Linked DNA regions of Mus musculus: all the other regions are linked to region 1. The links are chromatin contacts, called in public promoter capture Hi-C maps. All regions are on one chromosome and are shown on one strand. The core of a region is the stretch at or near the end of the contact, and the rest is flanking DNA. Distances in the headings are between cores, read along the strand shown.

Region 1 (3,679 bases), core at 553-3,052:
CTTAGCAGAAAACAAGTCCACCTTCTCAGGCCCTGTAAACCTTTTCTAACCACTAGGATCTGATGATGATGAACACTAATCTCACTGGGACGTCAGAAATTAATCACTCAGTCTCCCCTGTACTCACAGATATTAACATAAATTACAAAAAAATACAAATGACCTTTAAAAGAATGCAAAAGCACACACAATGGATCATTATTAAAAGAGTTGCTTTCTGTAATCTCTGCCAAGAATATGCCCTATATTCTCATATGACGCGACACAGAGTCGAAGTCGAACAGATGTCCTAAACAAACTGACCAGGGTTGCCAAAAACAAACAAACAAACAGACAAACTCAAATTCACAGACCCAAACATCAAGATAAACAAAGGCTCACTTCGATATTGGGCCTTATTCTGGCTCCAGAGCAGGAGAGAAAACCTCCACAGGATACTGCCAGAATGTGGAAGGAAGATCTTGTAACATTCACTGTGGACTCTGAGAGGCTGGCTGAGATACAAAGCAACATAAGGGAGGGGAGGGCTGAGCATGGAAGCAGTGGAGGAGGAAAAAAGAAAAGGCAAGGAAATGGGACAACACTAACCAACTCTGCACAAACAGTAGGAAGGACTTCTACGACCTTGGAAAGCCAGCCCGCAGTGGTCCACAACACCTCTTACCTGCCCCTCATAGAGTAGTACTGGGAAAACTAATGTCCTTTGCTCCTCTCCAAGCCCTCTCGGTCAGGACAGCACCTAAAACACCATTTTCACGCCTCTTCCGTGAAAGGGGTCCCTACACAGAAGCCCAAAAGTGTTCTCTACCCCCATAACAGAATGGACCCCTGCATTCTAAAGCCCCGTGTTACCCCTCAGTCCAGTGGAATCTCTCCTAGAAACCTCCCCCACTTTCCTACTCTCCCACCCCCATGGATCTACGGATACCCTCAACCCTGCCTCTCCAGGACACAAAGACAGGGGTCCCCAAACCCTCCTTGGCCTTTATACGCTCATCTTTCCCCTCTGTGGACTTCCCATCCCTACCAAACCCTGCACCCACCTTCACCTAATGCCCTCCTCTCTTCCTCAGCAGCATTCTCCCACCCTGAAGGGTCCGGTGGACTCTACCCCAAACTGCATCTAAGAAGCAGTAGCACTGGGCCTTCACCCAGTCAGGATCTCTTAACCTCGCCCCCTGTCCGTTGCACACCTGGAAACCACAACCCAAGACCCTCGCACATCCCACCTGTCCTCCAGATACCTCTTTCCGACACAATACTAACGTACTGCGTTACCGAGCCACAATCCCGGGAACACGTGGTACTTCCCACTCCACACGTTAGAGCCACACCCCCAATCCTGCCTCATCCCACGCCTCACTCACACGGTGCCCGCTCTACACGCTGGCATTGCTACAGTCGCCTACAGCGCTCTTGGGCCACACCCCCACCCAAAAGCCTGCTCAGTCCTGCTCTCTCAGCCTCAAATTCAAACGCAGCCAAGGCCACATCCCAAGGCCACATCCCCACGCAAGAGCTTTTAGCTCCCCTCCGCGGCATAGCACCTGCGGCGACACTGCCACGGTGGGACACCCCCCCTCCCCAGGGTCTCTGCTCCTGGCTCAACCCACACTAGGCAGGTCCATCCCTCCGCCCGACCCTGTACACCAGCCAAACACCTACGGCCCCGCGTAGAAGGCTGCCAGGCGGCCCGACCCACCTGCTGCGCAGCGATGCCCCTCTCACTTGCGCAGTCTCGAACACCGAGCGCCGATGGCGGCCCGCTGCAATACGCGTGCGCGGCCTGCAGCGCCGTAAACTGCGACCCCCAGCGTGCCGCGGGGCCGTTCGCCAGACCTGGGCGGGGCGAAGCTGCTGTGACCGCACCGCCAGTCAATCAGAAAAGGCTGTCTCCGCTTCGCCTCCACGTGCGCCCGCGTCACTTCCGATGCCATGGCAACGGAGTAAACAATCGTACATTCCCACCCCCCCCACCCCCACCCACCCCCAAAAAGGAACCTAGGACCACCAGAACCTGAGAGGCGGAGACAAAGACTGAAATACACAGGCTTAAGAAACAAAAACTCTCAGGCACCTTGAGACCCAAAGACAGTAAAGATCTAGTCTACAAGTCCAGAGATGAGACAGAGAAACTGAGGAGATGGAGACTTAAAATGGGGATCCTGCACAAATGAAGACTCAAGACCATGAACAGTCAAGAAACAAGTGCGCAGACCTACTGTGGGCAGACAGAGCTAAAAACCCCACAACCCTGAGGCAAGGCTTCAGAGAGGGAGAGACTGGGAGGAAGGCACTGAACAGACTGGCTGAAAACAGTTAAGGTTTCAGAGAGTAAACTGAATTCAAACACCTCACCAGATTTTTGGTAGATTTGATTGAGCAACAAGACAAAAAGGAAGAAGAGGAGGCTGCTCCTGCAGAGATGGGAAGGAAGCTGCTTTCCACAGCAGAGCTTCTGAAAGCCAGTTTGTTCGTCTGACATGGTTTTTAAAATGTGTAGCTGAACTGCTTACCACCGAAAACGTTTTTATTCCTTATTTACACACACAAAAAACACTTTATTCTGTTCTGATAATTTTAACTAATACCACGATCAAGATGGTTTCACTACTCCTTTTTAACAATCACATCACCACCACCTCTGACCTCTGTTGTGTGGGCCCCCAGTGCAGATTCGTTCCTATGGATTTCATATAAATATAATCTTATAGTACAGTGCCTTTTGAGATGTCTTTCGCTGTATGTAATTCCTTTGGAATCCATTAGTATGTGTGAGTTTGTTCCTTGTTACTGCTTAAAGTTTAGTAATATACAAGTTTAAACATTCACCAGTTAGGCTGTAGGCTTGCTTCCAATTTTTTGATATTTAATAAATGCTATGAAAATTCATGTTCACGTTTTTGTGTGAACATTACTCACGACACAGTTGCTATGTCATATAGTAAGCATGAGCTTAATGTGAAAAACTAAACCAATGGAAAACTGCCATGCCCTTTTCTAGAGCTGTGCCGTTTTACACTTAACCACCAGTGTATGTATGAGTCCATTTTTCCACAGTCTTGCCAGTTTGGGTGGTTATCAGTCTTTTGGCTGTCCTGAGTATACTTATCATATTGTAGTTTAGTTCCATTTCCCTAATGGCCAATAATGTTGAACGTATTTTCATGGTTATTTGCCATCTATGTATCCTCTTAAGGATCTATTGATTTGTTTCACCCATTTTCAATTTTTTGTTGTTGTTTGTTTGTTTGTTTGTTTGTTTGAGCCAGGGTTTCTCTGTGTAGCCCTCGCTGTCCTGAAACTCACTCTGTAGACCAGGCTGGCCTCAGACTCACAGAGATCTGCCTACCTCTGTGTCTTAGTCAGGGTTTCTATTCCTGCACAAACAGCATGACCAAGAAGCAAGTTGGGGAGGAAAGAGTTTATTCGGCTTACACTTCCATGCTGCTGTTCATCACCAAAGGAAGTCAGGACTGGAACTCAAACAGGTCAGGGAGCAGGAGCTGATGCAGAGGCTATGGAGGGATGTTACTTACTGGCTTGCTCAGCCTGCTCTCTTATCCAACCAAGACTACCAGCCCAGAGATGGTCCCACCCACAAGGGGCCTTTCCCACTTGATCACTAATTGAGAAAATGCCTTACAGCTGGATCTCATGGAGGCATTTCCTCAACTGA
Region 2 (3,679 bases), core at 617-3,116, 250 kb after region 1:
CACTCCTCAGCCCATATATAGCCCAAAGTAGCCTCCTACTGACAATTCTGCCTCAAACCTCCCTTAATGAGGGGACTATAGGCATTGGCTACTAACCTAAGTATAGGAATGTGTATATAAAAGGCCTAGGCTCAGTACCTATTTCCTTCAATGTACAGAGTCACCTCCAGGATATCCACAACCTTTTTATTCAATTTGCACTCCTAGACTGTATCAAGAATCTGTCTTGGGAGCCGGGCAGTGGTGGCACACGCCTTTAATCCCAGCACTTGGGAGGCAGAGGCAAGTGGATTTCTGAGTTCGAGGCCAACCTGGTCTACAGATGAGTGCCAGGACAGCCAGGGTTACATAGAGAAACCCTGTCTCCCCCCCCCCCCCCAAAAAGAATCTGTCTTTGGCCAGGGATATGACTGAGGTAGGGCCCTGCCCCATATTTACAAAATCCTGGAGTCCCTGGCAGTGAATTAAAAAAAGACGTTCATCCAGGTTGTATCTAGAACCACATACAAATCCATTCAAGGTGCAGCTTCTATTCCCTACCTAAATGTTGCTGGCACAGCCCCAGGAAATAACCACCTCTGAGCAATTGTTCTTGTCCTTACTCCCATCCTTAACTCTTGCCTATTCATCACAGCTCACACTGCAACCTACATTTCTGTGTGTCTGGTCCACCTCTACTCCTTAGCTCTCTTGGTCTCCCAGTTTGCTACTTGACTTGGCAACATTTGGCTGTCGTGATGGCTAGCTTTCTGGAAGCTCACTTGTACTATCTGTGAAGAGGTCCTCCCTGACACCCCAAATTGGGAAATTACTGTTAACCCTTCATGATAGTTTGCTCAAAGCACTGTTTCACTGTTATCCTTAAAACAATGACTGAGACGGCACCTTGCTTCGTGTCCCATATCACTTGACACTTACCATCTGGCCTTGCTTTGCCATCTTTTTGATGTCCGCAATGATTTTCTTTTCCTGGGTTTCTAGTTTCTGTCGTTCCCTGTCCAGTTCTCTCATGGCTCGGTTCAGGGCCCTCTGGTTTTGCCGAAGTAGTTCCTCTGGCGTCTTCCGGCGCCCAAACAACAGGTCCATGGTGGTAAGACTCCACCAGCAGGTCTGGGACAACCGTCAGAACTAGCTGTAGAGTGCAGGGCCCAGGGCAGCAAAAGACAGAAAGGGTCACATAAGTAGATAGGGTGTAGAAACTGGAGGTACGCTTGAGTAGTCAAAAAGGATTAGCCGGTGAGAACTAGTTATACATTTCTGACTCAAGCACACCCACTCTACTCTCTGCTCTGCTTCCACAGACGATGGGGCAAGCCTGTTTCTGACTTAAGGGTGTGGTTCTGAACTGTTCCAGGGACCCAGACCTGAGTAGGCACATCAAGGTGATTGAGTACTGAGGAGGGGGTAGTTGTGAGGCCCCTCGACAAGGGAGGATAGAATGGAGTAGGTTCTGAAATGTGAAGTTGGGCCCTAAGGTGGGGTAATGGGCATGAATGCCAAGGAAACCAGGCTCGCGGGCGTAGGAGTGACGTTCTCAGGCTCAGGACGTGACAGACACTGAACAGGTCTTGGAGATGTTGAGCCTGCGTACCGAGGGCAGGAAGAGGTGAAGACCTCGATGTGGGTAGGGACAGGCGGACCGCGCGGCATCCGATGCCTCGGCCCAAAGCCCCCTCCTACGCTGCCTACCAAACGGGACCTGCGGCTCAGCAGAGACCACTCACCGGAGCCGAGAGAACGATGGGTTTCCGCTTCCGGGTCACGCCTCTACCCCTCCGAAGCCTTGAGACTCCACCAACGACAACCCCTCGGTTCGGTAGCCCCTGCTGCGGCCGCCGTTTCCGGATTAAGCGACCTGACGTCACACGACCCACCCTCTCCGGGAATGCTGGGAAGTGCTAGGACGCACGCGCACAGCCAGCCACAGAAGCGCATGCGCAAAGGGCCACGCACCTCAGCAGAAGGTACAGGTCCCACCCAAGCCAGCCTCACAGGCCCATGGCGGGAGCACAGCTCGACTGGCTATTCATTCTGGAAGGCCCATACTCCACCCACTTTTGGGCAGTTAATAAATGGCATTTTAGCAAGTGCTTGGCTCGAACCAAATTAGGCCCACACATGGCATAAAGGGGCAAGCCTGGAAATGACTTGTAGGCTCCCTTATGTTGGTGTAAGGTCCAGGAGCTGAAATTAGCCGATTCTTCCATTGCTTGCACCTCATCCCAGTGAGTGGTCCCACCCAATCCACGGCCACATTTATCTTCATTATAGACGCTGGTGGACCTCACTTGTACCTCCCACCCCACAGAAGGAAGAGGCAGAGGCCATGCAGTAACATTCCCCTTTAATAGCCTGGTGGGACCTCCAGTGGTGGTGGGGTGGGTTGCTTGGGCCTAGCGACCCAGGCCCATTGCCCACTTACCCCACAGTCAAGAGTGGGGAGTTGGACAGCACCCAGCGGGAGGGGGGGGGCGCTAAACAAGCCAATTCATTTCCCATCGCTGAGCAGGTCGGGGGGGAGGCAGCACCGACCATAATCACGTGGTGGTCAAAAAAAAAATAACTAGGGGCAGGTGACAGGGAAGAGAGGCAAGGCCAAGGCAGGGGCCAAGGCTACCCCACACACCTTACCCGGGCCCCCAATAAATATTTGCAGGGGATGCCTGGGCCGGTAACCCTGGCAGGGATGGGTAATTGCTAACCCTATTTCAGGCAGCGCTCGAAGTAGGTGGACCCGATGTAACCACCTCTCATGGAGCGCTGCACATTTTGTTCAAACAGCCGCCGGTTGTTCTGCAGGACCTCAGCAGCCTCCTTGTTCAGTGGGTCCTCAGGGTTCGGCTCCTGTGGCCGGTACAAGTGGAAGTCAACAGGCAAGAGAGAGGCAGATGGCCAACAAACCCTCAGCTTCAAATGCCTAACCCTACTTACCAAGAAGAGATACTGCAGGCCATAAATTATGGAGTTTATCGTAAGGACTGGCTTCCAGTCCTCTCTGTGGGCAGAGAGCATCAAGGTTATCAGGGGCTGGTGAGTGGGAGGCTGCTACAGGCCCTGCTAATACTGAACAGGTTAGGCCCATAGAAGGCCTTTTAACATTGAAGTGTGAGATCTAAGAGTGAAGATACGGGACAGGGCAGGACACAGAGAAAGCCAAGGTCAGGTCATTAGAAAAACAACTAAGACAGAAACAGATTGACCATAAAGGGGAGGGAAGGACAGAGATAGATGCAGTGTCCACAGAAGGCTGAGGATACCTGGAAGGCAGGTCTTGGGAGGGAAAGGAAGGCAGTGCCCTCACCTGAGGATGTTGAGGCAGACGTTGCCCTCGAGGTCAATGTTGGGATGATAAACCATTGTTTCACACTTCACCTTGGGAGGGTCATGTGGGTAACCCTGTCCCACCTGGCTCCAGAAAAAGAGAAAGGAGATGGGAAGGTGTAAAAAGAGAAAGGAGATGGGAAGGTGTTTTGGTTGTACCCAGTCTTCTCCACAGAGCTACCTTTGTACACTTGAGACTCACCTTAAAGCTGAATACAAACTTGCCACTTTTGTAGAAGCCCTGGAAGAGGAAGGGGGAGAGTGAATGAAGACCCTACTCTTATGGGGCCACCCCTGGTCTGTTCTTGGGAATCCTGCCCTGTTTTACTCTTACTTCATCAGGACAGATCACCAGCTT
Region 3 (3,679 bases), core at 472-2,971, 220 kb after region 1:
AAATTTTACCTTCTTCCAAAGTCAAGGAGACCCAGAGACTGAAAAGCAGATCCCGGAGAAAAGCTTTCTTGTTCCTAGGTAAAGAACCCTATAATGCCAGGTGATGGTGGCACACACCTTTAATCCCAGCACTCCGAAGGCAGAGGCAGGCAGATCTCTGTGATTTGAGACCGGCCTGGTCTACAGAGAGAGTTCCAGGACAGCCAGGGCTACACAGAGAAACCCTGTCTCGAAATAAATAAATAAAAAGAAAGAAAGAAAGTTTAAAAAATAAAAAGGAGAATTAAAAGATTGAGCCTTAGCCGGGCATGGTGGCGCATGCCTTTAATCCCAGCACTCGGGAGGCAGAGGCAGGTGGATTTCTGAGTTCGAGGCCAGCCTGGTCTACAAAGTGAGTTCCAGGACAGCCAGGGCTACAGAGAAACCCTGTCTTGAAAAACCAAAAAAAAAAAAAAAAAAAAAAAAAGATTGAGCCTTGATCAGAAAAAAGAAATAGATAAAATAAAATTAAAAGAAACCTTATAATTGGTAAAAAAAAAAAATTATTCAAATAAAGCTGAACATAGTGGCCCACACCTTTATTCCCAGCAATAGGGAGACAGTGGCAGCTCATTCTCTGTAGGTTCAAGGTCATCCTGATCTACATACCGAGTTCCAGGATAGCCAGGGCTACACAGAGAAACCTTGTCTCGAAAAAAAAAAAATTAATTGTTTAAATGAAATTGAAAGATTTAGAGAAGTCTCCAAGTGGTAACCCTAGAATTATTTTCTGGGTGACCTATATTTTGACCCTTAATTGCATGGACTGGGAATAGATACAACAAAAGGCTCTCTGCCTAGCTTCCAGAAACGTCTGACTTCCCTTGCTTCTGTCCCTTTCTATCCTTTCTGCCTCTAGGGCACTCACCTGGATCCACAATCAGCACACTGGCCCCAGAGCTCCGTACAGAGTGTAGCAAGGGCATCCCTCGGCTGTGTGGATTGATCCAGGCCACAGGGCAGCCCAACTTGGCCAACCCCAGAAACACACTCAAAGCAGAAATGGTCTTGGACGGGAGAACTAAGATAGCAGCAGCATCTCTTGTGTTCTGGATTACGGCATCCTTCAGCTTTGCTTTCAGGACCCATGCTGCCTGACAGGACCTGGCATCCAGCTGGCTATTTGTGATTGAGGAGCCCTCAGACCCAGTACACACCAAGGCCACCCGGTCAGGCCATGCCAGTGCTTGCCGCTCTAAAGCATCCACAAAGGTCTCTGGAGGATGTTTGTTAAGGCGTCGCCTGAACTTTAGGCCATAGAAAAGCATCTTGAAGGTGAAAGCCACATCTTTATGCAGCCAGCGTAGCCCTGGGGGTGGCTGTAGAGGCAATAGGAATAAGGTAAGAGCTGCTCCTACCAGGCTCAGCCAGTGGGGCATCCAGGAGCTGATCCAGGGTCTGCCCAGCAATGCCAAGCCAAGCAGCACAAGGCATGTGGGGTCTCCCAGGAACCAACGCAGGGCCAGAGCCATAGCTGCTGGCCATGGGGGCTGCCCCAGGCCAACCAGCAGAAGCAGCAACAGCAGTAAGGTTAGTTTCTTCCAAATACCCATGGCATTGGCTCTTTCTGAAGTAGATGAGAGCGTGTAGTCTCTCTTAGCTCTGATGAGTGCTCCAAAGCCCTAACTACCTGCCTTTAAGGAAATCTGTCTACCCACTTCCCAAATATGACCAAGTACTATCAGCAACTGAATGTGACCCATGGACTCTGTCCTTTTGTTACTTAGTTCTTACTGGCTGGGAATTCTACAGTTCCAGCCCCCAGCCGGATCACCCGGCCTGCCCCGCCCCCTTGGACACCACCAGCCATCCTCTTCTCCAGGGCCAGCATTGTCTCCATCTCCTGTTAGGTATGGGATATGAGGGAGAGAGAGAATAAGACCTGCCTGACTCTAGCCACGTGAAAAAGCCAGATAAGATACACAGCCTGTGGGGTTTTTGTTTTGGTTTGGTTTTTGTTTTTTTTGAGACAGGATTTCTCTGTGTAGCCCTGGCTGTCCTGGAACTCACTCTGTAGACCAGGCTGGCCTAGAACTCAGAAATTCTCCTGCCTCTGCCTCCCGAGTGCTGGGATTAAATATGCCACCTCGCCCAGCTCAGCCTGTGGTTTTATTTGCCTGACTTATGAAGCTGAGCCCTTGCTCTGAATGGAAACAGGCTGCCTGTCAGGTAGACAGTTGACAACTCAGTAAATACTTAGAACACCTTTATCATCTGGATTTAAACATACTTATGCTTTCCACTATGAGCCTGCTCTTCTGGTAGCCCTGTGGATTGAGATTTGGTGAAGCCATTTTCAGTAAAACTTGCATTTTGAATAAAGGTCAAGTAACGTTTAAGGTCCAAGACCCCCTTAGGTAACTGCCATCCTGGTTGGTAAGTTGGATGCTAGGTAAGTCGCTCCACCACAGTTAAATAAATCAGTGAGGCCAGGATAAATGTACCACATAGGGAAATGTCCCTAAGAAAGTCCTTTATCCCTGAATCCTGATTGGTAGAAAACTGTAAGTGTAACTTGGCATAGATGCCTGTTGTTTTGAGAATTAAAAGTTTTGTAACATTCTGCCTCAAGGTCACAGTTCAACTCCTGAGTCTCTTCTGCATCTCTGACCTCTCAGTAGTGACTTGATACAAAACAATTGTTTTCTGTTTTGAGTTGGTGTGCACAGGCGGGGAATCCAATCACTCTACCCCGGCCCCTGATTTGTTCAAGACCTCCAGAGGTAAGCCTGTTTCTGGTTCTGTTGAGAACACCACTGACTCACTGAAGGAGGCTGGAGGCAGGACTGCTTTTAGAGTCTGACAGGACTGAAGGACACCTCATCTGCCTCCTGGGCTCCTTTGATAGGGCATCTGGCATGGGTCCTGCTGGTGGGACATCTGGTCTCTTCTCTCTCCTCCCCCAGTGTATTGGCTATCCCTGGCATGGCGGTTTGTGCATGTCTGTCCGTTTGTGTCTGTAGTTTGTTTCCTTTCATTGTTGCTCTGTGTTTCATATTCAGAGAAATGGGCCAAACTTCATCTGCCATCTACTCTTGGCTTAGTCTTAATTCATTCCATGTTGTCACTACCATAGTGAGACCAGAACAGTGAAATAATGTGGTTGTAGAACACAGTGCTTGGGCTGGTAGGCAGCTTTCTCCAGTAGGGAAGGCAGCAGCTAGTCACACTACAGATCTGCTGTGCCCGTGAGAATTGGATTAAGCAGATAACTAGTTGCTTCTCCCTTGAAATTATAGCTGGGGAAGATGAGGAAAGTTTTGTCTGTCTGTTCTAAATCTATAAATGTTGTGGCCACTACATGTTTGTTTTTGACTGGTCTTAAATAAGTGAGTTTACTATGGTCTGTGTGTCATGGTTATAGATTTTTGGTTTATAAATTATTGGGTATGGTTAAAAATCTGTAACATCAGTAACAAAAAGTTAGTTTAAGATTATATAATTGGGGGGCTGGTGAGATGGCTCAGTGGGTAAGAGCACCCGACTGCTCTTCCAAAGGTCCAGAGTTCAAATCCCAGCAACCACATGGTGGCTCACAACCATCCGTAACAAGATCTGACTCCCTCTTCTGGAGTGTCTGAAGACAGCTACAGTGTACTTACATATAATCAATAAATAAATCTTTAAAAAAAAAAAAAAA
Region 4 (3,679 bases), core at 746-3,245, 180 kb after region 1:
TACATCTCCTTAAGCAGTATTCAAAACGCAGCCTCCTTACAAAGCAGGTCCAGAACAGCCAATTACACAAGAGAAACCCTATCTCAAATGGGCGGGGTGGGGAGCCGGGAAGGCTTAAAAATGCTAATGGAGGCCTGGAAAGATGGCTCAGCGGTTAAGAGCACTGACTGCTCTTCCAAAGGTTCTAAGTTCAATTCCCAGCAACTGCATGGTGGCTCACAACCATCTGTAATGGGAACTGATGCCCTTTCTGGTGTGTCTGAAAACAGCTACAGTGTACCTACATATATAAATAAAATTAATCTTTTTAAAAAATGCTAATGGAAAGGCAAAAAAGAGGGGGTAGGGGGACTGGAGAGATGGCTCAGTGGTTAAGAGCACTGACTGTTTTTCTAGAGGTCCTGAGTTCAATTCCCAGCATCTACATAGTTCATGGTTCACAACCATCTGTAATAGAATCTGATACCCTCTTCTGGTGTGTCTGAAGACAGCTACAGTGTATTCTTTTTTTTTTTTTTAAGATTTATTTATTTATTTTATGTGTATGAGTACACTGTAGCTGTACAGATAGTTGTGAGCCATCATGTGGTTGCTGGGAATTGAACTCAGGACCTCTGCTCACTCTGGCCTTGCTTGCTCCAGCCCAAAGATTTATTTATTATTATTATATATTATATTATATATACAGTACACTGTAGCTGTCTCAGACACACCAGAAGAGGGCATCAGATTTCATTACGGATGGTTGTGAGCCACTATGTGATTGCTGGGGTTTGAACTCAGGACCTTTGGAAGAGCAGTCAGTGCTCTTAACTGCTGAGCCATCTCTCCAGGGCTACAGTGTACTCTTATACATAAATAATTCTTTTAAAGAAAAAGTCATCTACAAGTTTTGACCTTACCAGCAATCTACCTTCATCTCATTTTGCCTCAGTCCCAGGGGCCTTAGTCACCTTTTGAACATATATATACACAAATATACTTTCTCCTGAAGTTGCTTCTCCCTTTCTCTGACTTTATAGCATGTACCACAGGTCAGTCAACTGGTCCTCTACTGCCACAACGAAACATCCACCATGTTAAAGATGCCCTTCCCTTTAAAAAAAAATGTTTATTTATGTATCTCTGAGGAGGTCTATGTGTGTACATGCATGTGACTGCAGATGTGTGAGGAGTCCAAATGTGTAGATGTGTGCCTGTAATCACAATACTGAGACAGTGAAAGCAAGAGACACACAGGAGGGGGGGTGGTTAGGGGGAGGAGAAGGGAAGAGGAAGGGAGGGGAGAAAGAATAAAGAGGGAGGGAGGGAGAGAGAGAGAGAAAGGAGAAAAGAATAAGTGATGGTTGTAGCTTGACTGAAACTGTGAACTTGGAGGTCGGAGCAATATAACTTTGCATCTGTTGTTAAACTAGCCAGATTTTATGATGTGGAAATAAGAAAGATAATTAGAAAAGTGCTCATGGAGTATGTCTTCAGTAACCACAAGTTTGACACTTAAGGTAGAGTCTCCTTATGAGTCTCCCTTCCTTCTTCCAGTTCACCCCGAGCATCTCATTGCCCCTGGGCAGCCAGAGGAAGCTTAGGGTGCTTCAACCCTTCCAGACTCCCGGGGCTCCCTCTATCTCTCTTAGATTACCACTCTACCCGGTCTCTCCCTAACAGATCCTGAACACTCCAGCTCAGCCTCACTTCCAAGCAGTTGCACACGGAGTCCCTATTCATCCAACGGCTTTCTATACTGTTTTCCAGAAGTGGGAAACCCTCGGCATTACGCGTAGTGGGGGCGTTGGGACCTTAAAACTGACGTGAATCTACGATTCCCAGTAGCAAGGCAAAACACCAGAGGACGTGAATATGAGCCTACCGTCTCGCTCGCTCGGAGACTCAATGCCCAGGGACTTCAAGCCTGCAAGGACTAGGAAATGGAAAGCATCGGCTACAAGTGCCGTCCTCCCCATTACCCTTCCTCTCCGGTCCCAAGGAGGCGTGTACTAAGTGAAAGGACTCGGCTTATAGATCCCACCCATTTGGCGAGCAAAATAAAGTCACGACTCCGTTGCGCACACAGCCTGAGAAAAAGCTTTTTTTTTTTTTTTTTTTTTTTTTTTTTTTTTTTTTTTGAGAAAAAGCTTTTCATCTGGGTTGTGATTGGCTCAGAGTCTAGAGAGCCTCACAGTCTTGTGGTAAATGTAGTTTCCACCCGGCATCTGGTGAGCGAGGAGCGAGCTTTTGTTCTCCGTGGCATTGACTTAGCGGCATTGTAGAGAACGTAGAGAATGGAGCTAGGCAGAGGTGTCATACACCTTTAATCTCGGTGAGTTCGAGGCCAGCCTGGTTCACAAAGCAAGTTCCAGAACAGCCAGGGCTACACAGAGAAACTGTATTGAGGAAAAACAAAACCGAAACAAACAAACAAAAAATATGGCATGGATATAAATTAACTTCCGTTTAGGACTCTCCTTTTAGAGATTCCCCGCAAGTACCAGTGCCCTGAGATCCTTTTTCTTTGTTTGTTTGGTTGGTTGTTTTTTTTTTTTTTGTTTTTTTTTTGTTGTTGTTGTTGTTTTTGTTTTTGTTTTTCGAGACAGGGTTTCTCTGTATAGCCCTGGCTGTCCTGGAACTCACTATGTAGACCAGTTTGGCCTCGAACTCAGAAATCCGCCTGCCTCTGCCTCCCGAGTGCTGGGATTAAAGGCATGCGTCACCACTGTTCGGTGAGATCCTTTCTTTAATGACATGGAGTGCCCTTCTAATTTAGCGGATTCTGACCCAAAGTTATTAGCATATTTGAAGAGCTTACTAGTACTTCAATTTCACCCGCGGGGCTCCTCTGCCACTTACTGAGTCTGAACTCCCCCTTGACTTGAGCACCCAGGCCTCGATGAGACTCCTGGGGATTCTGAGCTCACTTAGAAGCTGCTGTGATTTGTAGTCTGGTGGTGAATTTTCTGGGTGGCTTGATACTGACTGTGTATACCAGGATAGCTTAGAACTCACAGAGATCTATCTACCTGACCCTGTCTTCTGAGTAATGGGGTTAAAGGCATGAAGGCATGAGCCACCATGCCTGAGAAAAATAATATTAATTTTACATTTATTTGTATGTGCCTGCCATGAGATTTATGTGGAGGTCAAAGGACAACCACAGTAGCCAGTCCCAGGTACTGAGCTCTGATCACTGGGCTTGGTAGCAATCTCACCAGCAAGGGTACTGAGGGTTTAAACTCAGGTCTGTATACGTACACGCAAGCGCTCTTAACCCACTGAACCATCTTCCTAGCCTCGTAACCTTCCTTTTGAGAGATGATATAGCAGGGAGAGAAGTTTCAGAAAATAAGAAAGTCCAAGGTACCAGAAAAAACATACTAGGCAGGCATCCAAAAGAAAATAGACTAGGGGGGGGGGAGAGAGAAAAGGAAACGTTGTAACTTTCAGATACACTTTACTGACCCTGTGGTAGCTTGTGGAGATCATCTCTCTTGGCTTTCTTTCTTTCTTTCTTTCTTTCTTTCTTTCTTTCTTTCTTTCTGTCTGTCTGTCTGTCTGTCTGTCTGTCTGTCTGTCTTTCTCTCTCTCTCTCTCTCGCCCTTCCTTCCTTCCTTCCTTTCTCATATACCACTGAGCTACACCCCTAGCTAGCCCTCTATACTTCTTGAGACAAGATTTTACGGAGTTG

The links. Capture Hi-C pulls out chosen DNA fragments and counts their contacts.
Region 2: a contact with region 1 is called in a promoter capture Hi-C map of adipose tissue. The contact joins the promoter of Chmp2a here to the promoter of Zscan18 in region 1. A contact is called at or near these places in 5 of 39 promoter capture datasets (cranial neural crest, embryonic stem cells, frontonasal cranial neural crest and 2 more), 1 of 484 Hi-C or Micro-C datasets (forebrain), 6 of 115 datasets of contacts at active chromatin or transcription factors (bone marrow-derived macrophages, embryonic stem cells, epiblast stem cells and 1 more) and 2 of 9 other capture datasets (adipose tissue and liver).
Region 3: a contact with region 1 is called in a promoter capture Hi-C map of liver. The contact joins the promoter of Slc27a5 here to the promoter of Zscan18 in region 1. A contact is called at or near these places in 3 of 39 promoter capture datasets (cranial neural crest, frontonasal cranial neural crest and pre-B cells), 2 of 484 Hi-C or Micro-C datasets (Sertoli cells and nephron progenitors), 2 of 115 datasets of contacts at active chromatin or transcription factors (embryonic stem cells and epiblast stem cells) and 3 of 9 other capture datasets (adipose tissue, liver and pancreatic islet).
Region 4: a promoter capture Hi-C map of adipose tissue shows a contact between it and region 1. The contact joins the promoter of 1810019N24Rik here to the promoter of Zscan18 in region 1. A contact is called at or near these places in 3 of 484 Hi-C or Micro-C datasets (CD8 T cells and cortical neurons), 1 of 115 datasets of contacts at active chromatin or transcription factors (epiblast stem cells) and 2 of 9 other capture datasets (adipose tissue and pancreatic islet).

The regions. Positions count from the first base shown.
Region 1 is chr7:12,778,870-12,782,548 of GRCm38.p6, forward strand. Zscan18 (zinc finger and SCAN domain containing 18) reads right to left here and starts at 1,803. Exons shown (of 7, transcript NM_001017955.3): 1 at 1,703-1,803.
Region 2 is chr7:13,032,911-13,036,589 of GRCm38.p6, forward strand. Chmp2a (charged multivesicular body protein 2A) reads right to left here and starts at 1,867. Exons shown (of 6, transcript NM_026885.3): 1 at 1,725-1,867; 2 at 919-1,132. The coding sequence starts at 1,086. It overlaps Ube2m (ubiquitin-conjugating enzyme E2M), which reads right to left. Exons shown (of 6, transcript NM_145578.3): 2 at 3,656-3,679; 3 at 3,524-3,562; 4 at 3,302-3,405; 5 at 2,932-2,995; 6 at 2,210-2,844. The coding sequence ends at 2,704.
Region 3 is chr7:12,996,471-13,000,149 of GRCm38.p6, forward strand. Slc27a5 (solute carrier family 27 (fatty acid transporter), member 5) reads right to left here and starts at 1,722. Exons shown (of 10, transcript NM_009512.2): 1 at 908-1,722. The coding sequence starts at 1,592.
Region 4 is chr7:12,959,822-12,963,500 of GRCm38.p6, forward strand. It overlaps 1810019N24Rik (RIKEN cDNA 1810019N24 gene), which reads right to left and starts at 1,996. Exons shown (of 2, transcript NR_166501.1): 1 at 1,868-1,996. It overlaps Gm29638 (a long non-coding RNA gene), which reads left to right. Exons shown (of 2, transcript XR_391162.4): 2 at 1,666-2,066.